Linked DNA regions of Mus musculus: region 2 is linked to region 1. The links are chromatin contacts, called in public promoter capture Hi-C maps. All regions are on one chromosome and are shown on one strand. Each heading gives the region's core, a stretch centred on a gene start, on an enhancer-like site or on the middle of the called end of the contact. The rest is flanking DNA. Distances are from core to core; before and after follow the strand shown. Region 1 holds the start of Tada2a (transcriptional adaptor 2A). Region 2 holds the start of Supt4a (SPT4A, DSIF elongation factor subunit).

Region 1 (6,682 bases), core at 2,178-4,677:
CTGCTGGGTTAACTCAGGAATTATGGTCATTCTTCTTGTAAGTACTATAGAAAACAAAAACAACAAAAAGGTTTTTTTTCCATTTATTTGATGTGTATAAGTGCTTTGCCTGCATGTATGTGTATCACTTGCAAGCCTGGTGCCCATGGGGGTCAGAAGGCACTGGTTCCCTCGAAACTGGAGTTGCAGGTAGTTGTGAGCTACCATCTGGTGAACCTAGGTCCTCTTATAAGAACAGCCAGTGCTCTTAAACACTGAGCCATGTCTCCAGTCCCTAGGACTTCTTTTTCCATCTCACACATACCCACTCCCCCACCAGTCACTCTATCTATGTCTTTTGCCTTTTTCGTTTCTGTGTTTTGAGACAGAAACTCCCTATGTAATCCTTGACTGGCCTGCAAGCTGTGCTACAGACCAAACTGGCCTCAGCTTGCGACAATGACTCTTGCCACTGACTCCTGAGTGCCAGGATTCAAGGTGTGTTCCACTCTCTGTGGCCATACCTTTGTCTTTATTCATTTCACCAGTATCTGCTGGTCCTACCTTTCTGGGTGCTGAGGTTACAAAGAGAAAGGGCGGTCTGTTCTCAAGCTGGGGAAAACACAAAGAAACAATTATACTCGTTACACAATTTGAGCCCTGAGCTCTCCACTGAGCAGCAGAGTCCTATTGTGATTTCCAGTTAGTACGCAAAACACAGATTCCCAAACAAAACCTGGCTTCTAAAGTCCGTCGTCTGTGATCTCTACCCTTCTCTTCCGATGGTCCTGCCATGCTACCAACACTACACTGCTAAGGGAAGAAACCGAGGAAGGCACTGCCTCTAACAGTGTCATCCTTCCTTTTCACTGGGTGTGTGTGTGTGTGTGTGTGTGTGTGTGTGTGTGTGTGTGTGTGTGTGCTCGCATGCATGCATATATGTATATAGTTAACCATATATGCCTTTACATATGGAGGGCAGAGGTTGATGTTGGCTGCCTTCCTCACGTGCTCTCCACCTTGTGTTTTGAGGCAGGGCTTCTCCTGGACGTCATTGCTTTGGCTAGGCTGGCTGGCCAATGAGCTCCAGGTATGTGCCTGTCTCACCTCTCCCCAGTGTGGGATTGGTACCGAGTGGAATAGTGGTGCTAGTGATCTGAACTCAGGTCGACATGTACTCCATTGACTGCGGCATCTCCCAACCCCTTCATTCTATTTTTCTGAGAGAGTTCTCTCTCAAGGAACCTGAAGCTCATTGATTCAGCTAGACTGGCTGACCAACATGCCCCAGGGATCCTCTGGTCTCCGTCCCAGTGCTGGGGCTACAGGCACGCACCACCTTGACTAGGGCACCGAGGTTTAAATTCAAACACTTCACTGACAGAGACATCCCACCACACCCTGACATTTTTAGTTTTTGCGCTAATTTTTAAGTTAACGTAATGGGTTTCATTATTTGTGTGATTTTCACGCTTATGACATCATACTTTGTTGGATCCCTTTGGATACATTTTAATCCATTTAAATTTCATCCCTCTTGGACATTTTATTTTTTATTTTTTTGGTTTTTCCAGACATTGGACATTTTAATTTATCCATTTTTTGAGTCAGGGTCACATGCACCGGACTGAACTGGAATTTTTTGCGTAGGCTGACCTCCTGTGTGCTGGCATTACAGGCATGAGCCACTATTCTTTTCTTAAATACATTGATGTCTACCCTTCATGGAATTCTATCATATCCCAGTGAAATAAAAAAATCCAACCAAAGTTTACCAAGTGATGTGGGACCTGGGTCCAGGCTGTTTTCCATCAAATCTCTTTACTTGGATCTGCTCCAGCCACTCTGACCTTCTTGCTTCTTCTTCTCCATGCCTATCAAAGCCACGCACCAGGGCCACCGTACCTGCTGAGTCTCATCTATGGTTCTCTCTAGAAATCTGGAAGCTTCTGTTTCTCATTCAATAATTGGATTTCCTCTTGTGTGTTATGTCTGCTAGGAAGCCTTTCTTCCCTATCCTGACTAAAAGAAAATCTATCACTGTTATATCTGGATCCTGATTTATTTCCCATAAAACCACATTATGAGGCATTTAAAAATATTTGTTACTTATATATTAATATGCAACATACTTATATTTTATTGCTTATATATAAAATACACAAACCTTATGTGCAAGAGCATATACTTCGCTCACTACCAAATTCTCAGCACCCAGGGAAGTGGCTGTTCGTTGTGCTTTTGTGAAATGAATGGATTTGGAGAGTCAGTAAATGTGAAGTACTCTATAGCATCAACTGTTTATTTAACGTGGTGGGGATGACTTTCACATGTGAATTTTTAATGTTTTTTCTTTACTACTCTTTTTTTTTTTGAGACAGATCTCTTACTCTGTAGCCCAGATTGATCTCAATCTCAAAGCAATTGTCCTGCACTCTCCAAGTGTTGAGATCACAGATGTGAGCCACTAATTGCACCCAGCTGCAGATTTTATTTTTATTTTAACAATAGACTTATATTACCTGTGTACCAAAAAACAAATCAAGATGCCACACGGGCAGATATCGTATAAATGAATTCCAACAGAAATTGGGCAAATCTATGAAACAGATTTTTAAATAGATATACAGCATAATAGTTAAGATCAAGCCATGGGTTGGAATAGAGCTCTTCCCCAACACTTGGTAGCACTGTGATCCTAAGTTATATATTTCAATGCTGGACCATGAGGACAGTAACAGTGCCTCCCTCAGAAAGTTGTTTTAGACGAACCCTTATGTGTAACCCGCTTTGTACAATGCCTGGCATGCAGTATTGAAGGACTCCACAAATGGAAGCTCTTATAAGAATCTATACTATTAGTAATAAGAGATGTTGGGACATACCTAGCCCTCAAGAGTGACATCAGAGTGGACCACCACATCATCACTGCGTTTCCATGTGGGCCTCTGAAGCCCAGGCAGGGGATGGGTCTTTCCAGAGAAGGCAATTTCGACGTCCCAGAAGCATCAGAATAAAAAGGACCCTCTTCACCCCTCAAGTCATTCAGTCCGGGTAATCCATGAGTGGCATGATGCGCCCGGGGCTCGTCATCCTCCAGTCCAGAGCCTGGGCAGCCTCAGTTTCTTTGCTTGCAAAAGAATTGGAATGGGACTGTTAAGAAAAAAATCTAGACTGAAACAGCGGAAGCCGCCTTAGCACATGCCACCGGGCCGCTTGTGGCGACGGAGAAAGTGACAGCAGGTCAGACTTCAGAGCCCACCGACTAGCAGCCAGGTACCACGCTCCCCATCCCGGGGCGGCGCCACCGGGACCCGCCCGCTGCCAGACTGGAGGAGGCGGGACCGCCTCGGCGTGCTCGCGGCACGGGACCGCGCACGTGAGTCGAGGCCGCGCACGCAGGCCGCGGCGCGCACGCAGAGTCTGCACAGCGCGCGCAGCGGCGGGCTCTTCGGCGCCGAGGTGCGGGACGTGGCGAGGTGAGGCGCGGGGCCGAGCGGCGGGAGCGAGGGCACGCGGGGTCACGAGGTGCCGGCTGGCGCGGCGGGGCCACGCGGCGGGGGAGGTTGGCGCGGCCGGGCGAGTCCCGAGCCCCTCCCCCCGGCGGCTGGCGGTGCCGCAGCTCCGTATTCCCGGCTGGGCGGTGGAGCACGGCCCCGGCCCACCTGACCCGCCGAACCCCCACGTGGGTCTCCGCGCCCCAGTGTTTAGCACTGTTTTGCGGTCGAGGCCCGGCTACAGTGACCTGCCCAAGACCGTGCAGCTCTAAGGATGTTAACTGCACAACTGCCAAGCCCGCGGCTCCCCTGTGCTCATGGGATCCTGCCCCTCCATGCCTTCCCTGATCCCTCTTGTAATTAATTTAAATGTAGCCCATCTCTCAAGGATGTTAGTGTCACTGCGTGGTCTTCTAAGGAAGGAGAGGAAGGAGGATTTTGCTTTCTGCAGCATTGTGCTTTGCAATGTGAAGTGTTTGTCAGAACGTACTGTAGAATCTTTGCCACTGTAAAGGTCTTGATAGAGCCCTGCTGTTCACCAGGCTGTAAAAACATTGTGCAAATACCCCAATCTTTAGCGCTTCATTTTCTTGGGGAAAACAGCCTATGTCAGGAGATTGTTAGGATTCCAAGATATAGTCCCCGTACTAAGATTACATTTAGTACCTGACATATGCCTTTGTTAATTTTTTTTTTAATTAATTTTTTTTTTTAGTCAGCCTCATGTATCTTGGGCTAACCTTGAACTTAATGTAGCCAAGAGTTTCCATGAACTGATCGTACTGTCTGTACCTCTGGAGTACTGGGTTTGTTTGCTCAATGGATGCTGGAGTGTGAATATAAAGCATCCTTGCTAAAACACCCTACAACTGAACTACTGAGCCACAACGTTCTTCAAAGATCATTTTTCTTGGAAATAGAGTAAAAACTCACCCCTACCCAAAATAGCCTAAAGTTTGACCCTCAGCCTTCTTATCTAAGCATTGCATATACTTTGTATGTCAGTCCCCAAGCTAAAAATGTCAACGTGAAAAACCTATTTTGGTTGGAGAGATGGCTCAGCGGTTAAGAGCACTGGCTGCGCTTCCAGAGGTTCCGAGTTCAAATCCCAGCAACCACACGGTGGCTCACAGCCATCTGTAATGGGATCTGATGCCTTCTGGTGGGTCTAAGGACAGCTACAATGTACTCATATAAATAAAATAAATAAATCTTTAAAAACAAAAGGGGGGGGGGCTGGAGAGATGGCTCAGAGGTTAAGACCACTGACTGCTCTTCAGAAGGTCCTGAGTTCAATTCCCAGCAACCACGTGGTGGCTCACGACCATCCGTAGCAAGCGCCCTCTTCTGGAGTGTCTGAAGGCAGCTACAGTGTACTTACAGATAATAAATAAATAAATCTTAAGGAAAAAAAAAAAGAAAAATCTATTTCAGGAGAAATGAAGGTGAATTAGCCTTTTGTTTTGTTTGTTTGTTTGTCCCCCACCCCCTGAGACAGGGTTTCTTTTTTTTTTAAGATTTATTTATTTTATTTTATTATATGTGAGTACACTGTAGCTGTCTTCAGATGCACCAGGAGAGGGCGTCAGATCTCATTATGGGTGGTTGTGAGCCACCATGTGGTTGCTGGGATTTGAACTCAGGACCTTCGGAAGAACAGTCAGTGCTCTTAACCACTGAACCATCTCTCCAGCCCGAGACAGGGTTTCTCTGTGTGGTCCTAGCTCTGTAGACCAGGCTGGCCTTGAACTCAGAAATCCACTTGCCTCTGCCTCCCAAGTGCTGGGATTAAAGGCATGTGCCACCACTGCCCGGCTGAATTAGCCTTTTATAAAACTAACATTTATTTGTCCAAATTGGTATTTGCTTTGTTTTGGCTTGGGTTTTCTTTCCTTTTTCCCCTCTAAGACAGGGTCTCTCTATGTTGCCCTGCCTGCCTGTCCTAGAGCTCACTCTGTAGAGTAGGCTGTCTGTGGTTCCTGAGTGCTGGGATCAAAGGTGTGCACCACCATGAGTTTCAAGCAGTCCAAGATAGCCAGGGATGACATTGAAGTCCTCCTGTCTGAAGGAGTAAGTTACTGATCCGCATATGTTGGGTAGGATTCCTTAGTTTCCAGTAATAAAATCCAATTTATTTTTTGAGACAGGATCTCACTATGTAGCTGGCTCCGAACTCTTCATGTAGACCAGGCTGGTCTTGAACCAGAGACCTATTTTCTTTTGCTTCCTGGGTACTAGGATTAAAGGTGAATACCACCATACCAGCAAGTTCCAGGTTCTGTAAGGAGGCTGCACTTCACATTCTGTGAGCGAGGGGGGGGGTCTGAGTGTTGTGGTTGGCAACCACACAGTTGCCGTGTCGGGTTGCCAAAATATACCTTGGACTGGTTTCTGATCTGTGTGCATCTTCTCTTTGTTCTTAGGGGATCGTGGGATTGTTTGGCAACGTCTGAAGTCTTGAAACTCTACATCAAGGGAGATCAAGCAGCCATCAGTCAGCTAGAGGATGGACCGTTTGGGTTCCTTTAGCAGTAAGTACAGTGGGACAAGTCTCAAGTGACAATAAATAGCCACCTAAAGTAGAGGTTGATCAGGGAAGCAGCGCCTTTGATAATGCCTGAAGGAATTAGGAATAGCACATAAAAGTAAAGTCAGGCAAGACCGGTCTGTTGTTTGCCTACTGAATGTGGCACAGCTTCATCACTTTAGAAAAAAGCCAAGCTGAGTGAACCAGTCACCATATGGTTGATCAGGAAATAGACGTGTTTATTTTGAGCCCAGGGTCTCATGTAGACTGGCTGGCCTGGAACTGGCTTTGTAGCTAAGGATGACCTTAAACTACTTATTCATCAAGTGCTGGGATTTCAGGCTTGTACCATCATTGGATTTCAAAGAAATTAGAGATCACAAAATTGGGCAGTGCACACAACAGACACATACACACACGCACAGTCATAAAGTTGATGTTCATTAGTAAGACCCAGAAGTATGTTGTTAGGATTTGGTTCCTGTCGTTGTATCAGAGGCACTCTGCATCTTCCCTCCGTATATTCAGAAAGTTAGAATCTTGGACACATCTAGTTCTATATTTTCATCTGACTAATGTTCCAAGTGTAAACTGAAAGTATTCCCACCTCTTGTCTTTCAAGACAAGGTTTCTCTGTGGAACTGAAGCTGTCCTGGAACTCTCTGTAGATCAGGCTGGC
Region 2 (6,682 bases), core at 2,898-5,397, 3.6 Mb before region 1:
AATAACCCTGTTTCCAAAATAATTTTAAAAAGAGGGTTGCTCTATTATGGTAACAATTATAAAGATATAATCCACACTCAGCAGGATGGCTCTTCAAAAGCAACAAACAACAAAACCAGGAATAATACACACCTATAATCCCAAAGCTCGGGAGACAGAGGCAGGTGGATCTCTGTGAGTTCGAGGTCACCAGGAGACAGAGAAATCCTGTCTCAAAAAGCCCAAAAAAACAAACAAACAAAAAAACCCAATAACCAACCTACTAAGTTAATGAATTAAAATTTAAAAAAAAAACCCAACTAAACAACAGAAGAACAAAAAACCTGGAACCTTAAAGTACTCCTTTTAGGGGCTGGTGAGATGGTTCAGCAGGTAAGAGCACTGACTGCTGTTCTGAAGGTCCTGAGTTCAAATCCCAGCAACCACATGGTGGCTCACAACCATCTATTATGAGATCTGGTGCCTCTTCTGGTGTGTCTAAAGTCAGCTACGGTGTACTCACATATAATAATAAATAAATGTTGGAAAATAAAAGTACTCCTTTTAGGTTTCTCAGATGACCAGTTATCACATTCTGATACAGCGATTCTACTAACAGACACCCAAAGCTCTGTAGTTAATCTACATAAGTGTGTTCTTCACGATGGCCAGAGGTAAGAAGCCATGGCATTTTAAAAATCCCTGTTATATATATAATAAAAATAGCAAACTTTAAAAAGAACGAAACCTTTGGAAACTGAAGAGGCAGCTCGGTGGTTAACAACACATACTGTCCTTGAAGAGGACCCCAGTAGCTCCCAGCACCCATACAGGACAGGTCACAGCTGCCTGTAACTCGAACTCCAAGGGGATCTGAGGACACTGGCATTCATGTGCACATAGCCACACACACACATAATTTAAAAACAAAGCATGTCTTTAAGATGTTTAAACAGGTTAAACTGGTAAGGATTCAAAGTGACCCTTGCTTATATCTTACTGTGTAACTCTTAACATCTTTCAACGCAGCTAGCACAGGTGTTCCCTTACAGATGAGAGCGACTCCACTTACATTTTAATTTTTAGATGGGGGCGTCGTCTCATGATGCAGCAGAAGGCTACCCGACACTTGTGTCCCCTGCTCAGCTTGAGAGCTAGGACTGAAGGCTGCATCAACACAACCAGCTTCGTCATTCATTGTCAGCCTTGAACGGCTTGAGGAAACAAAGGGATGGAAATACAGAAATACGCATCTGCACACACAGGAGCTAAAGGCTCCAAATCAGCATCTCTCTCTCTCTCTCTCTTAGATTTAGCTTACTTTCTGTTCATTTTCTTTGTGAATAATTTAGCATTCGAGTACTTACGAACTAGTGTATTGATAAATACATTGTAAGACAGCAATTGACTAGCAACAGTTCATGACAAATACTTGTGAAAGGGTAAACTCATATACTAACAATGGACTAGCCAAAGGGAGCCAAATCAACATCTCTTTGCCCAATATTTTATTCTCCTCTAAAGGACACCAGACCCACTCTCACAGAACAAACACTAGGCGTAAGCCCAGCTTATATGAGGTCTTTAACTGGCCTGCTGACCAGAAGAAACTTAGCAATGCTGCTACCTTGAGCAAAGACCAGACCACTCTTCTCCCATTTTTTGTAGTTAACTCTCTTGGGGTGAGTGGGCGTGTGAGTGTGTGTGTGCGTGTGTGTGTGTGCGTGTGCGTGTATGTGTGTGTGTGTGTTCTCTCCTGCCACCTTGTGGGATCCAGGGATTGAGGTCAGGGTTAGCAGGCCTGCCATCAGCCGCCTTACCCTGCTGAGATAGCTTAGCTGGTCTTGTTTGAGACAGACAGGGTCTCAGGTAGCTCAGGCTGGCCTCAAACTCACTATGTATCTGAGGTTCCCTCTGAATTTCCAATTCTCTGGTGTCTCTCTCTCAGATGATGGGACTATAGGTGCAAGTCACCATATTCACTAAGATACTGTAAGAGGGAGTAGGCTACTGAAACTATACCCCTTCATTTCCAAAACAGATCGTTCATGTAGCCAACACTTTTGGAGGAGCATTAGGAATTAAACCCAGGGCTTTTTGTACATGGTAGTCATGTGTTCTTTGTATGTGGTAGTCACGTGTTCTACTGCTGTATCACACTTCCACCTCTCCAACATTAAAGATCTACACCTCGTACATCCCGTGTCAGGCATTAGGACATAACATAAACATAGTCTCAGCGATAATGGAGCAGACAAGAGTTGTGAAGCATTGTTAAATAGGACTACAGAAGAAGTACACACATTAAAAAAGTTCTCTTAAGCAGGGTGGTGGTGGCGCACACCTTTAATCCCAGCACTTGGGAGGCAGAGGCAGGCGGATTTCTAAGTTTGAGGCCAGCCTGGTCTACAAAGTGAGTTCCAGGCCAGCCAGGGCTACACAGAGAAACCCTGTCTCGAGGTAAAAAAAAAAAAAAAGTCCTCTTAGCCACTACTTAAAACAATAAAGATGAAAATAACTTCAATATTTATTTTTTAATTTTTTTTTTGGTTTGAAATCCACCTGTCTCTGCCTCCCAAGTGCTGGGATTAAAGGCGTACGACACCACTTCCCTGCTTCAATATTTATTTTAATCAAATAACCCTAAAACATTGTTTCAATATTTAACTAATCTTTTAAAAATTCAGATCATTTGACATCCTTTTTCCTCACCCTGAATCTTTGTTTGCTGGTATGTATTTGACACTTAAGCATATTCGAATTTGAACTAGCCACATGTCAAGTACTCAGTAGCTACTGAAAGAAAGATGAAATTTCAAGACCTGTAAGTCATATAAAGTACTCAGAAATTGCTGGTTGTTTGTGAGCCTAGAGGCTGCCTGGGGCTGAGAAAAGAGAAAAACAAACCTGGGTATGCCCCATAGTTAAAACATTCCTGGGAACATCTTGACCATAAGATAAAGGGGAATGTGAGGACATAACAGGGCTATCTGAACTGAGTCAACTACTCACAGAACTCTGACACCCTGCACGTACATGTAATCTTTCTGTTAATGTTTGAATAAGCCAATAGTGTGTCGCTATGCTCAATTCCACACCCCTAAGCCCCTTACCCCATAAAACCCCCAAGCTTTCGAGCCTCGTGGCCGGCATCCGTTATCTCCTGTGTGGGATACATGTCGGTCCGGAGCTCCGTAATTAAACGTCCTCATGTAATTACAGCAAGATGGGTCCTCGTGTTTCTTTGGGTGCTCTCACACTCCTGAGACTAGAGCGGGGGTCCCCGAAAGGGGGTCTTACACTACAAAAGTTTACAGCTACTGGGCTGGACACATAGACTAGCTCTCAGAACTGCTGAGACCAGCTAGTCTTATGACCTCAAAAATCTATCCCATATTAACTTTCTGGGTGCAGAAGTAAACAAAGGCGCGTGAAAGGGGCTTACCCATCAAATGAAGAGCTGGTGCAGTCATAAACCATCTCTCTGTTGCCCTTCATTTGTAGGTATGCATCGCAATTGTCACACCCATCATATTCGAACTGGTCTATAGTCTGGAAAGAAAAAAAAAAAGCAAGTATGAGCATGAACAACGCCTTAATATTTCAACAAAGCCAACCTCTTCGTTTTCTATACAACCCAACACCCTCTCCTCTCCAAACTGTTCCTAAACTCCACCCTCATACCTTTTTGCTCGCGTCCCTAATTCAGCTTACATATTTTCTAGCCTCTTTGGGGTCAGGTACCCTCTCCTGCTACTCTCTCGGCTGCTCTGGCTCCTAGTGTCTTTCCAGTCCACCACAGCAAGTTCACCGAACGTCTGTCGGGGAGACAAACTTGTGCTCAGTTATGCCGAGAACTGCAACGCAGCCCCCAGTAGGCACAGCCACCCGGCTCGCGTTCCGTGGACGGAAACAACGGCTCCCTTAGGCTTTCGGGCTTCCCACTCCCCGAATCTCAGAGCCTTCCTTTCCTGTGTCTGGCCCCATTTCACCCTCTTTCTCCCGTTTCGCCTCCCCGATCGCTCCTACAACCAAGGCCCCAACGGACACCTTGACTAACGAGCACAGCAAACAAGCCCGCAGATGCCGCAGGTCCTTTGGTACCGTCTCCAGGGCCATCCTCACCGATACGACAACACAGGTTCCTCCAGCCGCAGGAAGTAAACAGACCATTACCCAGAATGCCAGACGCGTCGGGCACGCAGCTTCCGCTTCCGGTGCCGGCCATCGCAGGCCCCGCCCCTCCCTCCCCGTGGAGAAGATGGTTCCTCCCGCGGGAGCGCTGGGCGGGGCCGCCCGGTCACCTGGGCCGCGCGCGCGCCCGTCACCTGGTTCGCGAGAGCGAGCGGAAGACGGCGCGCGCGCTGGGAGCTGATGCGCCCGTAGGGGCGGGGCAGCTGGGGGAGGTTGGAGCATGCGCAGGAAGCGTGGAGCGGGGCGACTGGCGGGACTGCGCCTCGCGACGCGGGCCTTTTGATGGAGCCCAAAATGCTCTGGCCTGAGTGCTCTTCAGACTCCCGAGGAAAACCTAGATTGTTTTGTCTGCTTGTTTTATTTTGTTTGCTCATTTATTGAGACAATGCTAATTCCTAAGTTGGCCTCTGAGTACGGGACGGTGATCTTGAACTCCTGATCTTCCTGCCTTCACTTTCGGAGTTCTGGGATTATGGGCGCGCACCACCACGCCCGGGTATTTGACTTTTTGACACAAGCCCCTCGTCTCAGTGTCCGGAATGCTCAGAATACAAGCCCGCCGCTTCGCGCTAGGTTGTTTTAAGGCTCGAGGCAATGAGTCTTGCCTTTCTGGACGCCTGCAGAGACAAAAACCCGACGAGGCCCCACCCCTTCTTGTAACTGGGAGAGCGTGATAGGGTTTCGTTTGCGGTCCCCAGGAATGCTAGCTTGAGCCGTGCCGACGGGGAAAGGGGAGGCGTGTTGGATAGAGGGAAACGCGTATTTAATTCCTCCTAAAAGCCTCTCGATTGCGCGCCTGGCTCATAATTTACGCTTTGTAAAACTCTCGGCACATTTAGACATAATTCCATGGGAACATCTGTGGATTAGGTATCTCACTTCTCATACTCTAACCCCACCCCAGCTGCCAATGTGCTTACTGTGTAGGACACAAAATTCCTCCTTGTCTCCTTAAATGGCACCGAGATAATATCCTGAGCAAACCATACAGAAATACGAGGTCTGGTGCGGTGTGAACAGAGCAAAGGCTCTTGGAATGTAGGCAAAAGCCTGGTCATTTGTGTTTATCTGAATTGGAGCGCTGGGATATAAATAGTTGCAATCCCGCTGTTCTGTCCTTCCAGCCCTTCTCATTGAAACTGAGGGACAGCAAGACTGATTCTAGGCTTTATCCCAAACTGCATCCACATGGGGTTCAGTGACTGGGTTTTAGATACTTTCTAGCACCGGGAAATCTCTTTTCAGTTTGGAATACATTTTCACTGTGCTATCTCATGTAAGCCTTCTATCATCTCTGAAGGAGGATCATTTTATTTATGGTAAAAGGCAGGTATCCTGCTGAGGAGCTGGCTCAGGACCCACCACATATAAGTGGGATTTGATGGTCTGCTACTCTAACCATAGCACTGGGGGCCAGAGATAGGCAGATCCCAGGGACTCCAGGCAAGTTCAAGTGAGAGGCCCTTGTTGTTTGTATGTTTGTTTGTTTGTTTGTTTTGAAAGTCTTTATTCTGTAGCTCGGGCTGTCCTGGCACTTGCTGTATCGATTAGGCTGCCCTCACACTCCTGTGAGTGCATGCACGTGTATGCACACATTCCAAGGTTCAGTATTTGCTTACAATATTGTAAGGTCACAAAGTCAGTCAGTGAAGCACCAGAGTCACCAGCAGCCCAGCACAGATAAATGACTGAATCATGACGAGTACCAGGCACGCTGCTCTCTCTGACCTTTCTGGGGCTTTAAACCTACCCTATCTGACCAGCTTTGATATCACCAATAGCATCCGAAACCAGAGGGAATAATGGTAAATGCCTATGATCCCAGTAATTGGGAGGGGGGAGAGGACCAGTCTGAGGTTATATCTTAGCTGTGCAGTGAACTGGGAGTCAGGCTGGGCCTCAAAAATCCAACAAAAGGAAATAGAGAAGATGGAATTGTTATCCTGAGTGAAAAAATCATAATGAAACAAAACCACAAAGCCAGATCATATTTATGGATAAATATATTAGCAAATAAATACATTTTTTCAACATAGTGCCTGATTCAAGCATCTTTCTGTCTGGTTCAGATATAAATACCCATGTGGGTGCCTGGATGCCAGTCTCCCCATTGACTCTGAGGAGAGAAGGTTCCCAAGGAGGATCCCATGTCCATTTTGCCCCCACCTTCACATTGCAGGCAAGGATACTGCCTGAGGGGCTGACAGTGGTCAGGATGCTGGGACAAAGCCACAGGAGGCACCATCAGCCCTTACCCACGTGGTACAAGCTGCCCGGGCCAACTTTCTGCTCCACTCCCACTTGCACACCTTCAGTTGGGTTGCTGGTTTTGTATGGCTTACACTGGGAAGGTGGGCCTCCGGGCCCTGCAGACCCACGAGGTTACATGTCGCCATTCTCCATCTCTGCTCCAAGAACCTCTCAGAGAGGACTCCTGTAGTTGTGCCTCCTCTGCCTTCATCCCATTCCCCCTCTTCCCAGGTGCAGTTTAGTAGACTTCCTTTCTGCC

Evidence for each region. Promoter capture Hi-C pulls out the DNA fragments that hold promoters and counts their contacts.
Region 2: a promoter capture Hi-C map of liver shows a contact between it and region 1, with 4 times the contacts expected there. The contact joins the promoter of Supt4a here to the promoter of Tada2a in region 1. A contact is called at or near these places in 1 of 39 promoter capture datasets (liver) and 1 of 484 Hi-C or Micro-C datasets (muscle stem cells).

What each region holds. Positions count from the first base shown.
Region 1 is chr11:84,126,313-84,132,994 of GRCm38.p6, reverse strand. It overlaps Tada2a (transcriptional adaptor 2A), which reads left to right and starts at 3,427. Exons shown (of 16, transcript NM_172562.3): 1 at 3,427-3,458; 2 at 5,900-6,007. The coding sequence starts at 5,983. It also overlaps a transcript of Acaca not described here.
Region 2 is chr11:87,735,016-87,741,697 of GRCm38.p6, reverse strand. It overlaps Supt4a (SPT4A, DSIF elongation factor subunit), which reads right to left and starts at 4,147. Exons shown (of 5, transcript NM_009296.2): 1 at 4,030-4,147; 2 at 3,425-3,531. The coding sequence starts at 4,098. It overlaps Rnf43 (ring finger protein 43), which reads right to left. Exons shown (of 10, transcript NM_172448.4): 10 at 6,159-6,682.